Linked DNA regions of Mus musculus: region 2 is linked to region 1. Evidence: chromatin contacts called from public Micro-C data. All regions are on one chromosome and are shown on one strand. Each heading gives the region's core, a stretch centred on a gene start, on an enhancer-like site or on the middle of the called end of the contact. The rest is flanking DNA. Distances are from core to core; before and after follow the strand shown.

Region 1 (7,881 bases), core at 1,721-4,220:
CACGCTACAGTGGTTCGAGGGGAGTAGATGTTGGAATGGAGAGAGGAAGAATGGGAGGCTTTTGTAAATTAAAATGTCTCCATTGGGACCTATCCAACGCGTTCCCTTTCGCCTTGTCCACAGAACCGGATCTCCAGGCGCGAAGCACTCAGCAAGGTGCTAGAAGAAAAGAAAAGGTCTGGCAGAAAGCTGGCCAAAACTGAAGGAACCGGCCAGCGGGCTGCTGGAGGCGCCCTGGTCTTGTTGCAAACTTCCACACCGGTCCAGGTGTGTCGGGGGAGGAGCAAGAACCTGGAGAGCCTGCACCCCAGCGCCTTTTGCGCAAGACTCTCTCCCTCCACCGCCCTCATCCGGCCAAGGAGTGCAGGCTCTAGCCCTCGAACTTCCCTCGCGTCTAAATGTTCCCCTCCTGGTCTCCACACTTGTACAGCCTAGTCCACCCTGGCTGTCTCCCAGAAGTTGCCTGAAGGCAATTCCACGCCCACTCCCTTCCTTGCCCACCATCTCCACGAGAGTCTCCCGCCCCTCCAGGACCTCAGTCATTTCCAAACTCCATTCCCAAAGCAAGCAGAAGAGGGAGGAGAATGAAAGTTGAGAAGCCCTCGAGGGCGAAAGGGCAAGGATGTCGACGCGGGTGTAGGTATCTATTCCAAGATAGACAGGCTTAGCAAATCTAAGCCGTCCTCTGTTCCACAGAGGGTGTGAAGACCACGGGATCAGTATCTGGCGACCTTGCCCCAATATCTTCACTCACTGAGCACGAGGAAGGGAAATCTTAACCTCCCAATCTTCTATGTCCCCACTTTTGCCCCTCTAGGCCACAAAGTCAACAGTTAGCCCTCAAGTCAAAGATAAATACCATCATCTACATTTTCTACATGAATGGAGCTTTTCAGTTCCAAGCGAGGGAAGCCCGGGCACTCTGGCTTTGGGACTTCCCTAAGGAAAACGCCAACAGGCTTAGATTTGGCCGGGTTTGGGAAAGGAGTTTGCTCATTGGTTGCTGGAGCCACAGTCTGTGCCCAGCTTGTGACTTGTGGAAGCTAGGGCCAGGTAGGGTTATCCATTGGGTCATCTCGTGAAAAGAACTTGCCAGAGATCCCTTTCGACCCCTCGTGGTCTTCGTCCCTCTGATGAAGTGACTCTCTAGAGAACCTAAGGACAGGCTACGGGGTCACTTAGAGAGATAACTGGCTGGCCTAAGAGCAAGTACAGTGGGATCCGCGTACTGGATGGCCCCTGAACTCCGCAGGACCTGTTTACTTGAAAGTAGGGGGAGGGGGGCTTAAGCCGAACCTCAGGGAGGACAATACCAGCCAGAGGCAGGCTGGGCGTGTGCAGTTACCGGCCAGACCCCTGAAGACTCTTAGGATGGAGGAGTCAGACTCTGCCTGAAGAGAGGGAGTCTCCCGCCGGGCCAGAGAGCTAATCTGCCGAGCTGAACCCAACTCTGGCCGCCGTGACGTCATCCGCGCCCGGCAACCAATGAGGGCATTGCTGGCGTGGATATTAAGGAAAGTTAGCGCCTGCCGGAGCACCCTCTTTTCTTATCGTTGACATTTAAACTCTGGGGCAGGTCCTCGCGTAGAACCCGGTTGTCAGATCTGCTACTTCCCCCCGAGAAGCGGCTTTGAGAAGTGTGGGAACCAGCGCCACCAGACTCACCTGACACCCCACCCTCGGCTCACAGGTAACCGCTTTGATTCTAGCCAGACTCACCCCAAGAGTAGCGGCGCCCCTCTCCGACGTGCAACCTGTGTGTTCAGGTCATAGAAACCCTCCCCGAGTGGCCCCGGCCTTGATTTTTTTCTTTTTCTTTTTAAAGGAAGCTTACAAAGATGGTAGAGGAGTTGCTGCGGATGGGACGGGGGTGAGGGGGAGGGGATGTCTTTGCGAAGCATGCTTCTTTGTAAAAGTAACAAAATGTTGTGGTCTCAAGAGAGGACTTCCCGTCTGGCCCTGAGCTGGGGGTGATGTGGGGGGTGGGAGGGTGGTGGCTGTGGCCGCAGTCTAAAGAAATCGCTGAGATCCTAAGAAAAGCAGGCGGTGGGCATGCAGTTTGCAACACGCCTTCCCCCGATGCAATTAGCGACATTCATGCTTGGAGAAGCCACCAAGCCTCGCGCCGAATTCATGGAGCACCCCGCGGAAGGTCGGGCGACTTGCGACAAAAGTTTCCCCAAGGTTGTGTAGATGTGTGTTCCATATCGAAGTCAAAGTCTTGGGGTTCGTTTCCCCCGAAAGGAGCACAGGACGAAAGAATGCGGCCCTCCAGAGCTGGGCAGCGCGCGCGAAGGCCCCAGCGTGTGATTTGAGCTTCCTTCGGAAGACCTAATAATTAGCGATTCTCACTGAGCTAGAATGCGGGCTCGGGTTACCGGGAACGGGTTCCTAGCAGCGGCGGAGCTCTTTGCCTCGGCGGGAAGCATGTGGGCTCCAGGGGAACCCGGTTGCTGAGTGCCCTGGAGAGAGATACCCAGCCATGCTCCGGCTCCAGGAAGGCCAGAACTTGGCCGAAGTGGGTCAGGAAAGTGATTACCCCTAACTTAAACTAAAAGGTGTTTTCGCCAGGTTGGAAAATCTCTCACTCAAGCCCTAAGCTTACCAGGAGCCGCTCAGGCTGCCTGAGTCGGGGCACCGGAGCAACCCACCGGAAATTTGAGGCCATGTAGCAGGCCTGGCCTGGATCTCGCCCACTCCCACGCGTGCTCCTGACGCCCTCTCTCTAGACCCGCTGGAGGCACTTGTCCAGATCGTTTGGCTCTCAAGCACCTGTGACAGGTGCCCAGGAGTCTAACTCTGAGCAGAGTCCCCTCTGAGCGCCTCACATAGAAAGGAGGCCACGGGCAAAGTGGCCACCAGTCTGAGCACCTTACCTGAACGGGGGTCCTCTCCTCCGAGAGTTCCTTATTCCAGAGTTGAGCCGTGAGCAGTTTGCCCGCTTCGCAGTAGGAAGTGGACCTTCTCCTCTAGTCATAAATCAAACCAGCCATCCTCGGGCCTCCTCCCTCATTAGAGATGTTTATTGGAGATTGTGTTTATTCGGCTGTCACGGCGAGAAAACGCGGTGACATAATTACCTCTGACCAGAGTCCTCGCCCTGCGCCCAGGGTGAGCCAGGGACTTCCTCTGCTGTGGTCTTACTCTGCTGCCCTCCTTGATCAGAGGGCAAATCGGATTGGTGTGTCTACTTTTTCCTCCCTCAGACTTCGTATCATTTGAATTATTGGAGAACTTAGTATTCAAATTTCCGCCAGTGCCCAGACTTGGAAAAGAAAACCAAAGAGAATCCAGCTTCCAGGGAGAGAGGGAGAGAGAAGTAAGGGAGAGAGAGAGGGAAAGGGAGAGAGAGAGAGAGAGAGAGAGAGAGAGAGAGAGAGAGAGAGAGAGAGTAAATCTTGCATGAGAACTTTCTAGTGCACTGGCAGAGATGCTTGGCCAGACCTAGAAGGACGAGTGCCTGTATTTGTGGTATTATTTTTTCTTTTGCTTCCCTTTTTCATTCCTTTTCTTTTCGGGAGGAATCTGGCTGCAGAGCCTTGATCCCAGAGTTCGGATATTCTCCCAGGTGGACCCCGATCTCCGAGGAAACAACCAGGGCTTAATCCCTCATTGCTCTGTCCCTGACTCCCAATCCCCACAAGTTTTTCCCTGATGGGGAGGCTTCAAGTCACCATCTGTGAGACTGGGTTAGGAAATGATGAAAAGCGCCAAATTGTTCTCTAATTGAAAAATACATTGTTTTTTTGGAGGAGTGTGCACTGACAAAGTATCTGGGATTTCAGCTTTTGATCCCTTGCTACTGCTGCCTCTGCTCTCCAGTCACTAATAAAACTCGCATTGAGCCCCTTAGTGCCTTGATTAACAGGCAGATTAACTCTTACTGGGGTTGGGAACAGCTTGTCTCAATCAATGTCATTTTAAAAGCCTGTCAGGATGTGCTTAGTTCGGTTCCAGGCTGCTGGAGTGAGCCAGCCCTGACATTTGCTCTCTCTTTCCCAGTCTCAAAATCCTGAGCATCAGGCCTGCACGTTTCTAGCTCCTGAACAAAACAAATGGCAGGAGTCAGTCCCTGGCCCTTCTACCAGGCAGCTGTTCAGACATATTCTATAGAGCGGTGACCTTAGCAAGCTTTTCATTTGAAGCTGAACACTTACCTCTTTAGTACTGAGGTTAGAAGAAAAGGAGACTTGAAGGAATGTCCCGGGGTTGGAGAATGGAAAGAGAACTTTTCTAGACACCCTATCTGTAAAAATCCCAAAACGATGGGATTTCAGGGTGTCCTATGCGTTAGAGACTTTGAATCTACTTTCCATATAGACAACTGTAGGATGTGGAAGAAAGGAAGCTTGAGAGTTAACTAGCCTCCTACAAGAAAGCTCTTTGCTGGGACACCCATCCGGACAATGCCGGGATTTAAGCATTTTAGGGGTGGGCTGGGAGGGAAATGGAGGGGGAGAGGTGCTGACCAATATGAAGAGAAGAGGATTGGACCCGCGAGCGCCCAGATACACTAACCATTTGGCAAGAAGAAAGGAAAGGAAAGGGCACCATGGCTTTTTCCAGTCAAGCTAAAGCCTGGAGGCGCCGCTGGGCGGTCGTTCGGCTCTCTTCTGTTTCTGTACTGTCCTGGGCTTTGGCTAGGCTAGCCGGTGAGCAGGATTCAGGCAGGTTGCTGGGGTAAGCGGAGAGAGAAAGCCCCAAGCCAGGGAGGCATCAGGAACTGGGTGGCTAGGGTGGAAGACTTTGATTTTTATGACCTTTTGATTTGTTTGCCATCCCAGAGATCCCTGGAATCCACTCTTCAGGGCCTGCAGAAAGAGACACACTTGGAGCTCTCTAAAGTGTCTCGGGTGTTTACTGAGACCTTCCTCCTCCAAAGAAATTCATCCTTGCCCTCCTCAGTGTGTCTGCAACCGCGCCTCAGCTAGGACCAGTCAAAATGGGAGTTTGGAGGTGTGGGAACACGGAATGGAGTACTGGTTGTTCTGAGGCTGTGAGGCCAAAGCACATTTCCCCAGAGAACTGGGCACTTCTTTGCCTCGCCAGGGGCCGCTCTCGGGACAGAGACTAAATGCGGTGGGTACAGGCTACCAGGGACTGTTGGGAGTGATTCTGAAGGGGCCTCCTACTTTCGCATCCATGATGGTTAGAGAGGTTCTGAACACCGTCGGGCAAACCTCGATGCCCCCAGCGCCACTCTACACCACGAGCTTTCAGTTACCCGGCCAGAGGAAAACCCGTCCTCGCACGGGTCAGAGGGTAGAACGGAGGAAAGAGTAGCAGAGTAGTAGTGAAAGGCAGCGGGGGTCGGGGGGGGGGCGCCTAAAATGCAGCTTCGCCAGCCTTTCTATTCTAACACTAACACTGGAGGACAAGCGAAATGGGCCTCCGACGGGTTGAAAGCCTCAGTTAAAATGGCGACCCGAGCGTTGTCTCCGTTTTACTAGTGCCTTGCACCTTGGTTTTAGCCTCCCTCCTTCCAGGTCTCTTCCCGACAGCAGGTGCTTGGCAGAAAAGATGATTCACCAAGGACAGGCAGAGAGAGAGAGAGAGAGAGAGAGAGAGAGAGAGAGAGAGAGAGAGAGAGTAGGAAGGGAGGGAGGGAGAGAGAGAGAGGAGAGAGAGAGAGAGAGAGAGAGAGAGAGAGAGAGAGAGAGAGAGATCCTGGCTCTCATCCCTTTCCTTAAACTTTAGAAACTTTGCCTCTTTCTGTTCCTCAGCTCCCCTCCCCAAATATTGACACACTAGAGCAGCCAAGTCCTTTCTGTTTCTTGTTTGTGCAGTTTCCAACAGTCCCACCCGAAGCCCCCATCCCCACCCAATGACGTCAGCGGCATTCATGCCAGGCTCCTAGCTTCTTCTGATTTTTTTGTTAAAACTTTTCTCTGAGGTGAGATGGGGGTTGTGGGTGGGAGAAGGGGCTGATTGAAAGAGCCAGTGCCCTGGGGGGAAATAGCAACAAGATTATGGCTGCCTCTTTCTTAGGCAAAGCTTAAGAGGGTGCTAATCCACTGGGTTGCTAATTGAGAGGTTGTAAAAATGATATTCGCCGCCTCCAATTGGGACAGTCGCTGGGCACCCCCCCCCCTCATCTTGCTTCTTTAATGCTTGCTTGAGATGTAAAAGGGGAGAAAAGGAGAATGCTGACTTCTCTGATCTGGAACTTGGACTTCAGGCAGGACTTCCTGGGAACCTCTGAAAGTCCCGGTCCTACGAAATCTTTCACTGGAGGCCGCCAACTGCAGCAGTGGCACCACCTTCTTAGCCTCTGGCCAGTGTTTCCTTCTAGCTCCGATCCAGTGCCTTAGGTCCTCCAGAGTGAGCCCAGCTAGTCAGCCACCTTTCCCAAGCTGAGGAGATGAGCAGTTTGTGCTAACCCACCTCTGGCTCGGGTTACGGAAGGCCTCTTCTGTCCCCGGAACTCTGCTAAGGCTCCTTGGGTCCTTATTGCTGGGCCCCAGGCAAGGGCTAGACTAGGATGTCCAAATCAGGCTCAGAGGCAGCCTGCAGCGTCCATCTGGCTCCAACTCCCATGGGGATTCATCAGCGCAGCCTGCCAGAGATCAACTGAGTGAGCAGACTACTGCTGGACGCTGACTTTCGGTTCTTTCCCTAAGTCAAAAAAAAAAAAAAAAAAAATCAAAGGCTTCGATGGTGGCTTTCGGCCTCCTTGCCTGATCTTTGCCAACCCCACTTCCCTTTGCTGGGTTCTGAGTGTGTTCCGGATCTCAGGCCTTCTACTTCTCGGCTCCAAGGCCCGCAGGCTGCGAGATAGCTCCGGACAGCTCAGGACAAGGCGGCTGCCTGCTCCCCTGTCACCTAAACTGCAGACTCCAAGGGACGTCTTTGGAGTGTACTGAGGTGTATCCTAATGTCCGGCATTCAACAAATGGACTTCTGGTGTGTGGTCAGGAGGGAAAAGCCATTTACTTACTGTCCTCGCCGTTTTTCTGGCAACAGTTGAAGGGGAATTGCCTCCGTGGACTGAGCTGACCCAAGAGAAGGGAGTCTTGGCGGGGATACATAAGCACCACACACAGATAACCGGTTCCTCACAACGACACACGTTGACACACCAAGAAAGCCGGCGAGGACACACACTTGCAGAATCTCTCCCAGCATTGGTCAAACCCCACCCCCACCCTCAGGCTTCCACTACTTCCCCTCCCCTCTTGTCTTCCCCTCCTTTCGATGGCTTGGAAAAGCAGCCGCACTTAGTCAACAAATGGCACGTGGGAGAAGTTGGAGAGTGTTTGGTGAGGACTCTTCAGAGCTTTTCACAAGAATCCTCTGTACACAAAGTAAGTGGCGTGTTTACTCGAGCCTCTCCAGGCTGGGGCAGTGCGTCCGCTCCGCTGAGCACGGCGGCTTCGGAAAGCAGAAAGAGAAGAAAATGCCAGCGGTGCGGGAGTGGGGTGGGGGGAAAATGGGCAGGCTCGGGAGGCCTGAGCTGGGGTGACCGCCGGGCCTCGCTGAGTTCTCGGCCTGGAGGCCCTCTTCGGGCCTAGGCATAGTTGTGCCACCATCGCCGGAGTGGGGGCTGCTGGGATCCAGGGACACTCCCGCCTCTTTTCTCTTGTTCCTAAAAGTCAGGTGGGCTAGAGAGCCGCCACCGCTGTACTTTGTGTCCTGGGGCCAAGGCCGAGGTGGACAAGGGGTGGGAAGTTAGGGTGAAATGGGGCGGAGCGGCAGGCCACTGTACAAGAAAGGACCTCGTAGAGATGGTGAAACTTGCTACCTCCACGGACTGAGAACCCCTGGCCCAGCTTGGGGTTACGGGGGCAGCATGCTTCCAGCTCAGAGGCCTCCATTAGACTGATCAAGTTCGCGGCCGCAGCGCTGGCCGCCGAAGCGCATGGAGCGGGAGACCTCGGCGAG
Region 2 (7,881 bases), core at 1,541-4,040, 1.3 Mb after region 1:
ATTTGAAACGAACCAACCAACCGAAAAAGCAAATCGTGTATAGTTGCTTTACATACACGAATGTCTGTGTCCTACATGGCTGCAGGGCTAGAAAGTGGAGCATCAGATGCCATGGAACCGGAGTTCCAGTTGTTAGCTGCTATGTAGGTGCTGGGTTCAACCCAGGTCTTTGGGAAAAGCAGCCAGCGCTTGTAACTGCTGGCCCATCTCTTCAGTCCCAGTCACTGCATTTTTTTTGTTTTTTTTGTTTTTTAAAGTAAGGATCTCTTTGGAGTCATGGTTAAAGGAGAATTTTCAACAGTTGTTGCCAGATACAGAATTATTAGCTAAATCTGCATATTTGTGCTTTTATCAGTTATGTCCTACATATTGCTAAAAGGTTAATCCCATCTGTCTGAAATTCATATCTAAGTGCACAGTCAGGTATCTTTCTTTTTTTTTTTTTTTTTTTTTTTTAAAGATTTATTTATTTATTATATGTAAGTACACTGTAGCTGTCTTCAGACACTCCAGAAGAGGGAATCAGATCTCGTTACGGATGGTTGTGAGCCACCATGTGGTTGCTGGGATTTGAACTCCTGACCTTCGGAAGAGCAGTCGGGTGCTCTTACCCACTGAGCCATCTCACCAGCCCCGGTATCTTTCTTTTTATCTGCTAAATTTGGCACCTCCATTTTCAGAGCCTTTTAGGAAGCAAAGCCTTCTTTGGTTCTAGCTCTTCTTATTTGAGTTAAAATAGATTTCCTGAAGAACAACTTACAGGAACTGCTCAGTTTAAATTTCCTACGGGAGGGATGGAGTTTCTTTCCTAGACAAGACTGTTGGCAACAGACAGGATGGCTCAGTCAGTACATTGCTTGCCATTGCCACACAAGTGTAGGGACCCAGGCATTGAACCTGCAAAAGCAAACAAGCCAAGTGCTCTGGTGCCCAAATGTAATCCCAGTGTTGGTAAAACGGAGGCAGGAGGGTCCCTGGGGCTTGTTGGCCAGTTAGACGTTCTTAATGACAAATATTAACACCAAAAGCACTATACTTTAATGCCTGAATGGATCAGTGGGTCTGCAGGCCCTTCATAGATGTGTGGCATTGTCTATGCATCTATTTTGTTTTCCAAACAGCAAAAAATAACTCTGACAAGGATTTAACTAAATGACCTACTCCAGGTTGTTCTTCTTCTTCTTCTTCTTCTTCTTCTTCTTTTTTTTTTTTCCTGAGACAGGGTTTCTCTTGTATAGCCCTGGCTGTCCTGGAACTCACTTTGTAGACCAGGCTGGCCTTGAACTCCACCTGCCACTGCCTCCCGAGTGCTGGGATTACGCCACCATGCCGGGCTACAAAATATTTCTTAATCCAATTTTAAGTTACATTGTCTCTAGGCCCACCAAGTTTGGCCAATCACAGGTCAAGTCAGCAAAACCTCCTCAGAGTATGGTGGCTCGGGGGTCACATATTCTCCAGCCACCATGGGATCCAGTCATCTGTATACCCCACTTGTTCGTATCAATTCTTCAAGCATCACTAATTCCTCCTTCACCTCGGAGGTTTCCATCAACCTATGTAAAAGAGTAAACTTCCAGTCTTTCTGCTTTACAGCAACACCATACTCTGCTACTTGTTAGTGCATTATATGCAAAGCTCCAAAGGCAAGGCACTACCGGATTCCCTCAACAGCCAAGGCTTCTCTAATTAGCAAATTCTGACACTTTACTCTTTAGAAATTTTTTGAATAAACACAAGGTCAGAAATTCCTAGAGTCCCAAATGGCAGACTCTCCTTGAAATCGATGTGATCGGATCCCACTTCTCTGCAATGATCCCCACCACAACCCCGCGTGGGATTCACTCATTAATGCCCCTACTCTCTGCCAATGCCTCAACTCATCAGACATAATCAACAGCACTAGGGTAGAAAAAAATTTAAAACAAAACGAAACAAATGAAACCCTCAACCCACCAAAGTGCGTAACTAAATATCACACGGTTAGAACTGCGAAGATTGTGAATTTTAAAGACGGTCTGGAGAGATGGTTCCAGAAGACCCAAGTTAATTCCCAGCACCCACGCCGGTGGCTCAGACTATCCTGTAACTCCAGTTTCAAGGTAATCCGACGCCCTGTTCTGATCTGTCGGGGCTCCAGCCACGCACTGCTGGCACATACATACTGGCAAGACATCCATCCATACAAAATAAAGTAATAAAACAAAATGTTTTTAAAGTTAGACTTGGGAGGCAGAGGCAGGCGGATCTCTGTGAGTTCTAGGTTAGCCTCGTCCACATAGAGAATTCCAAGTCAGCCAAGACTACACAGAGAAACTGTCTCAAAAAACAAAACAAAACAACAAAACTTAAAAGCCCCAGGCCTGGTTACTCGTTTCTGTAATCTGAGCTACTCAGGAGGGGCTTGATGAGTTGGAGGGTAGTTTAGGACATTTGGCACGAGTGAGTCCTCACAAAGAAGCTGAGGATGAAGCTCAGCAGTGGCGAGGCCCTGGTTCAAATAAAACCCTGCAATCTGATGCAGTGGCGGACCTACTGTGTGCAGGGTAGAGCCGGGTGCCAGGCTGCTACAAGCCCCTTCCGCCGTACAAGCCTCCCCTCCCAACACTCCTCCCGGTTCACCGCGGCCTCCCACATTCAAGTGCCATCGGTAGAGTCCACTCACAGCCCTACGGCCCGACCCGGCCCGGTCCACCTGAGCTGCCACGGGTCTCCGCTGGGCTCCGGAAGCACCGTCTCTGCACAGGCCAAGCTCGGCTTTCCACACCACCGCCGGCCCCGCGCAGAAACCGAGAGGACGGCGAGGGCGGCTAGAGAGACCGCTTGTACCATGGAGAGGAACCAGGAGGAGCCTAGAGCGGAAGCCAGCCCGGAGGCCTCCGGAGGAGGAAGGGCTGGGTGCGGGGGACAAGGGGGGATGACTCAATCCAACGCAAGAGTTGCTTCAGTTGCTCGCCCGCCTTGGGGAACTTGTATCCTCTCCTGAGGTTGGGGAATTGGGAGGCTCTTGGAGGCCCTTAGCAAACACAGGTTTCCTTTACTTCGTTTGCAAATCTGTTCTGTGCAGGACACCAAACAAACGCACCTAGATAGCCCTAATCCTGGAGGAGAGTTAAATGCAACTCAAGGAATGGACCTTTTATTTAAAGTCTCACATTTTATTTTTTGATCCATTCCAACTAAACATATTCTAAAACGCTCTCTCTATTATATATTGTAAAAAAAAAAAAAAAGTCTAGATCTTTGAGTAAAAGGTACACCACAGGAAATTAACCTTTACATTTTGGGGGTGGAGAGAAGAGGTGTAATCATTGTTGTTTTGAGGTGCGTGAGTTTTTGTTTTAATTTTGGGACAAGGTTGCAGCCAGGTAGTTGAGGCTGGACCCTAGAACTCTATAGGTAGTCCACGCGGCTATGAATATAACGTTTTCTTGGTTTTGAGAATTTGACACATATGGTGTGTTTGGATCAACTCCACCTCCAGTGATGTCATCTAGAAGTGCAGGACTGGGTTCGGTTCTCTTTGTCAGCTCAAGGATTAAAAAGGAGGACAGCATTACCTGAAATTTTTGGGTGTCCCTGCAGAGTCAACATATGATAACCTAGGAATTTGGGTTCCTTCCTGGGGATCTTAGTTTTATTAATAAAAGAATAAACTAAAACAGAACAACTCAAGGACAACTTATTAGAATTTTAAAAAGAAAACCCAAGAGCAGGCAATTTGTTAATCTTTAAGTTGTCCCAAAGAGGAAGATGTAGAGTATAAATATGACCGGCCTCAGTGGCAGACAGCCTTGGGGTGAGAGGTGGAACTTCCGCAAAGAGGAGGAAGTCTAATGCTAAGTTAGAGAGCTCTGGCCAGCACCTGAAGGAAAAAGATGGAACAATAAATAGTTACACAGTTTTTTTGTCGTGCCTCAGAAAGCAGGTCAGACCCATTGAGGTCAGCCAAACCTAACCAAGGCTCTGCTCTTAGGACTGAATGGGGCATTGGAAGGAGTCTGGGAAGGGAAAACTTGCTCTTAAGCTGAACCTACCTTCCTAGTAGATGTCTCCCAGCCAGACCCTGACCTGCCCCATTGGATTAGACCTTAAGGGAAGAGACTAGGGCATGCCTACAGCTAGGCAGAGATTCCACTCCCTTCTACCTTCTCTCACGTAAAGGCAGGTATATTGGGTTTTGTTTTCGTTTGCTTGTTTTTTAAAAACCCAGAGTCCATTCATTGCTGTCAGTATTTGCTATGTGAGGCTATCCATGAAAGAAAATCAGGAAATGCATCCCTGAAGAAAATTGACTCTCTTCACCAATAGGCATCAAACATCAAAAGCTCCTCAGAAGAGTGGGATTTCGTGGGGTCCTCTCTGTTAGGTCCAAAGTGGCCCCTTGAAATAGTGGTGCTGGTGACAGTGTCCTAAACAGAAGGACCCTGGCTAGGTACTTAGAAGCCTAAAGGCAGGAACCTCCCTTAATCTTTCAGGAGCCTCCTTTACCCTGCCCTGAATGACAACTACCTTGGGCAAGGTATCTAGTTCTCAGCCAATGTGAGCGGCCTACATCAGCTCAAAGATGCCCTTCAGTTGCTCCCCTTATTCCCCAGTAGTCTTGATAGCTTGGTCACCAGTAAGCCCTTCTTTGTGTGGAGTGGTCTAATTCAATGGTTTCACTCCACCCTGGATTCCAAACAGCTGTGTCATTTGGAAGTCTATAAGACACCCCCACCCCCCACCCCAGCCAACAACTTGAAGAACAGCAACTCATACCTAGTACTGGGTAGGCAACGTATGAGGTTATTTTAGATGTCTCCAAAAATGTGACTGAATTAGGGCTGACAAAATTGTCACTTTAGATATATCATGATAACAGTTTTTCTCGTCTGATTTTGACTGCAAGTGACCCTCTGTTCCACCATATTTTCTATTTATTTTAACTTTGGCATGCCTTATAGTTTACTAACTTACTACATATATTTAACACAATTCTGCCTATGTTTCACAAAGTGCACGCTTACTCATATCCTAAATTTAAAACATCCCACAAGCTTTGCATTTATCTCCTAAGCTACTCGCATACTTACTGGCTACAGTTACCACTTCTTATGAATTTCATCCATCCTTAATTAAGCTGCAAAGGCACTCAGCATCATTGGAGTGGAAGGCTTGGGGAGGCAAGTAGAAGACAAATGGTGTCCTTTTCATGCTGCATTAGCTACTGTGTTTTATCCTGATGAAAACTGTAAAACTTTTTAAAAAAAGGAGTGTGGAATGAAGGAGGGGCCAGGACCCAGAATCTCTTATGCTGATGCCAGTGCCTCAAATAAGGCTATGTCTCTATGGGGCTAACGGGGTTTAGGGTAAGAAAGCTTCTCTTCCTCCTGGTTCCCCAACCTAAGCATCATGAGGTATTGGGTTCTGTCCTTTAGGAGATGCTAACTGGTCCTTGGGAGAGTAAGGTTGAGAGACTCCTAAGCATCCTATAATATATAGGATGGTCCCTGCAATTGCTAACTGACTCAATATTTCAAGCATTTGAAACCCTAACCTAAAGGAATGAGGAAGGCTCACTGAGGATAAGAGCTGATCAAGAAGCAGAACTGGGATCTCCTGGCTGATTAGATAGAGATAATGGGAAGGGGAAGATGGTTTTGGCTTGTGGAGCTGTAGCACAGATGGAAGAGTGAACCAGAATGAATGAGTGGAGCGAAGGCTTCCGGTGTTACAGGAGCTGTGCTTGTGATAGAGATAGCAGGTGAAGAGAGTCAGGATAGAGGATTCTAAGCTGGAAGATGCAGGTTGGGAAATGCTAGTCTGTAATTACTGCTGCATCCTTAGGGATGAGGTAGGTAAGGGCGAAAAAAAGTTAGCCAGTGAATGCATGGTGTAAAATGAGAAACAGTACTGCAAATGAGTCTGGAATCCTGGGCCCTCATTTGTTATCCTAAATCAGATTCTACAGATAAAGCCCAGGAATATAATGTTCTGCAAACGCCCTTGGGTGGTTTTGAAGCATAATGAAGTTTGAGAACAATAAATGGAGACATTAGAAGAGCTATCTGAGAAGGAGCAGGAGGTGAGGTATCAGGGAGACTACAAAGGCAGAGTTCCCACAACCCAGCGAAGGAGATCGCTGAGAACCAAGCACACAGAGTTCCCACAATCCCTGGAAGGAGAGAACCAAGAACAAGGCTCTCTGCTGAAATAGCTGCTGCAGGCAGAACTGAGAACAAGGCTCTCTGCTGAAATAGCTGCTGCAGGCAGAACTGACCAGCTCCCTATATTCCCAGGTATAACGTGAGTCAAGGCAGAATCACAGGTTTCTAGGAGCGACGTGAAAGGGATGAAAGGAAGCAGGCAAAATTAATCTTAGAACTTTATTGTTTACAGGCATGGTGGGGTCACGTATGTAATCTCAGCAACGGGGAGGCCTGGGCAGAAGGATTGTTGCACATTTTAGGGTAATCTAAGCTACCATGTGAGGGGCTTTGAGAAAAACAAAATGAGACATCCCCCACGCAAACCAAGCCAAACCAAAGAAAACGCTCAAGGAAAAATGATACATATTGTTTAACCCAGCCTGTCTGAGACATTTTAAGATGTAATTAACATAAAAGTGTGCTGCTTTTCTTTCCCATTAAAACCTGGAAATCTCATGTTTTATACCTTGAACATTTTTCACTAGACACATTTCAGGTATTCAGTAGCCACAGAAACCAGCACAGCTGCGGACCTATATATGGAGAAGAACGAAAGAAAACTGTGGAGAAAAGAAACTACGAAGAACAAAATAAATGCCTTAATTGTATAAACGCACCCTAGGGGGTGCAAGAAGACCCTCCTCATGAAGTGATGGGAATTGAAGCCGGATGTTTTTTCAATCTTTATTATTTTATTTATTTATATTCCTGCCATAGCTCCCTTCTCAGTCCCTCTTCCCATAGTTCCTCATCCCATTATTCCTCCCTCTTGCCTCCAAGAGGGTGCTCGGCCCCCCTCACCAGGCCTCTCCCTTTCCTGAGGAAAGGAACTGAGGACATGGGGCAAAGGTAGTGAGTGACTTAGAGAGAGATGGCCTTGGAGTGGTCCATGGACAATTGAAAGGGGGTCAATTTATTTAATTGATTTCCAGTTTTGTAAACGTTCCAACTGAATTTTAACACCACAGAGGAGAGTTTGAGGCCTGCCTATCTATGACGTATGATTTTTGGTTCTGTATTTCCCAATATAGAACCAACTTTCCTGCTGTAGTTCAAGGTCCAGGAAGCACCAGTGTCCCCAACACCCAATCACTCTGCACCCCAGTTATCATTCCTTGTTACCCAGGTAACCACCATTCTAATGCCATTTACTATAGACTAATTTGGCAGTTATTTAAACTTTGCAACTGTATGACATGTGGTTTTCCAGACTTAGCTTCTTGTGTTTAAACCTTATCTCCAAAATTCATTCATATTGTATGTACTGACAATTCCTTGTTTTTGTTGGTAAAATTTTATTCTAAGAATTTTAGTAATTGTGATGGCTTGTATATGCTTGGCCCAGGGAGTAGAACTATTAGAAAGTGTAGCCTTGTTGGAGTAGGCGTGTCACTGTGGGCGAGGGCTTGAATACCTTTGTCCTAGCTGCCTGTATTTCCCTAGCAGCCTCCTCCTGCACCACGCCTGCCTTGACTCTGTTCAAAGTGCTCCCACCTTGAACTCAGAGATCTGTATGCCTGTCTCCTGGGATTAAAGGTTTGTACCACCATGCTTGGACCTAAATTTAGCTGTGTGGGATCTTGCCCCAAGGTCACCACTCCATTAATTCAATTTCATATCCTTGAACACAGGATTCTGGTGTCCCTTTAATACTCGAACCATATATTTTATTTTTTCCTTTCTAAGCTTG

The links. Hi-C and Micro-C count contacts between places; a contact is called where the count stands out from the background.
Region 2: a contact with region 1 is called in a Micro-C map of the G1E-ER4 cell line. The contact joins the promoter of Arl14ep here to the promoter of Pax6os1 in region 1. A contact is called at or near these places in 5 of 39 promoter capture datasets (the 3T3-L1 cell line, embryonic stem cells, hematopoietic stem and progenitor cells and 2 more), 2 of 484 Hi-C or Micro-C datasets (the G1E-ER4 cell line and group 2 innate lymphoid cells) and 4 of 115 datasets of contacts at active chromatin or transcription factors (astrocytes, embryonic forebrain and embryonic stem cells).

What each region holds. Positions count from the first base shown.
Region 1 is chr2:105,667,360-105,675,240 of GRCm38.p6, forward strand. It overlaps Pax6os1 (paired box 6 opposite strand 1), which reads right to left and starts at 2,971. Exons shown (of 4, transcript NR_002867.2): 1 at 2,877-2,971. It also overlaps a transcript of Pax6 not described here. RefSeq lists an enhancer at 4,974-5,174, a promoter at 7,865-7,881 and a cis regulatory region at 7,865-7,881.
Region 2 is chr2:106,971,607-106,979,487 of GRCm38.p6, forward strand. Arl14ep (ADP-ribosylation factor-like 14 effector protein) reads right to left here and starts at 2,791. Exons shown (of 5, transcript NM_001025102.2): 1 at 2,666-2,791.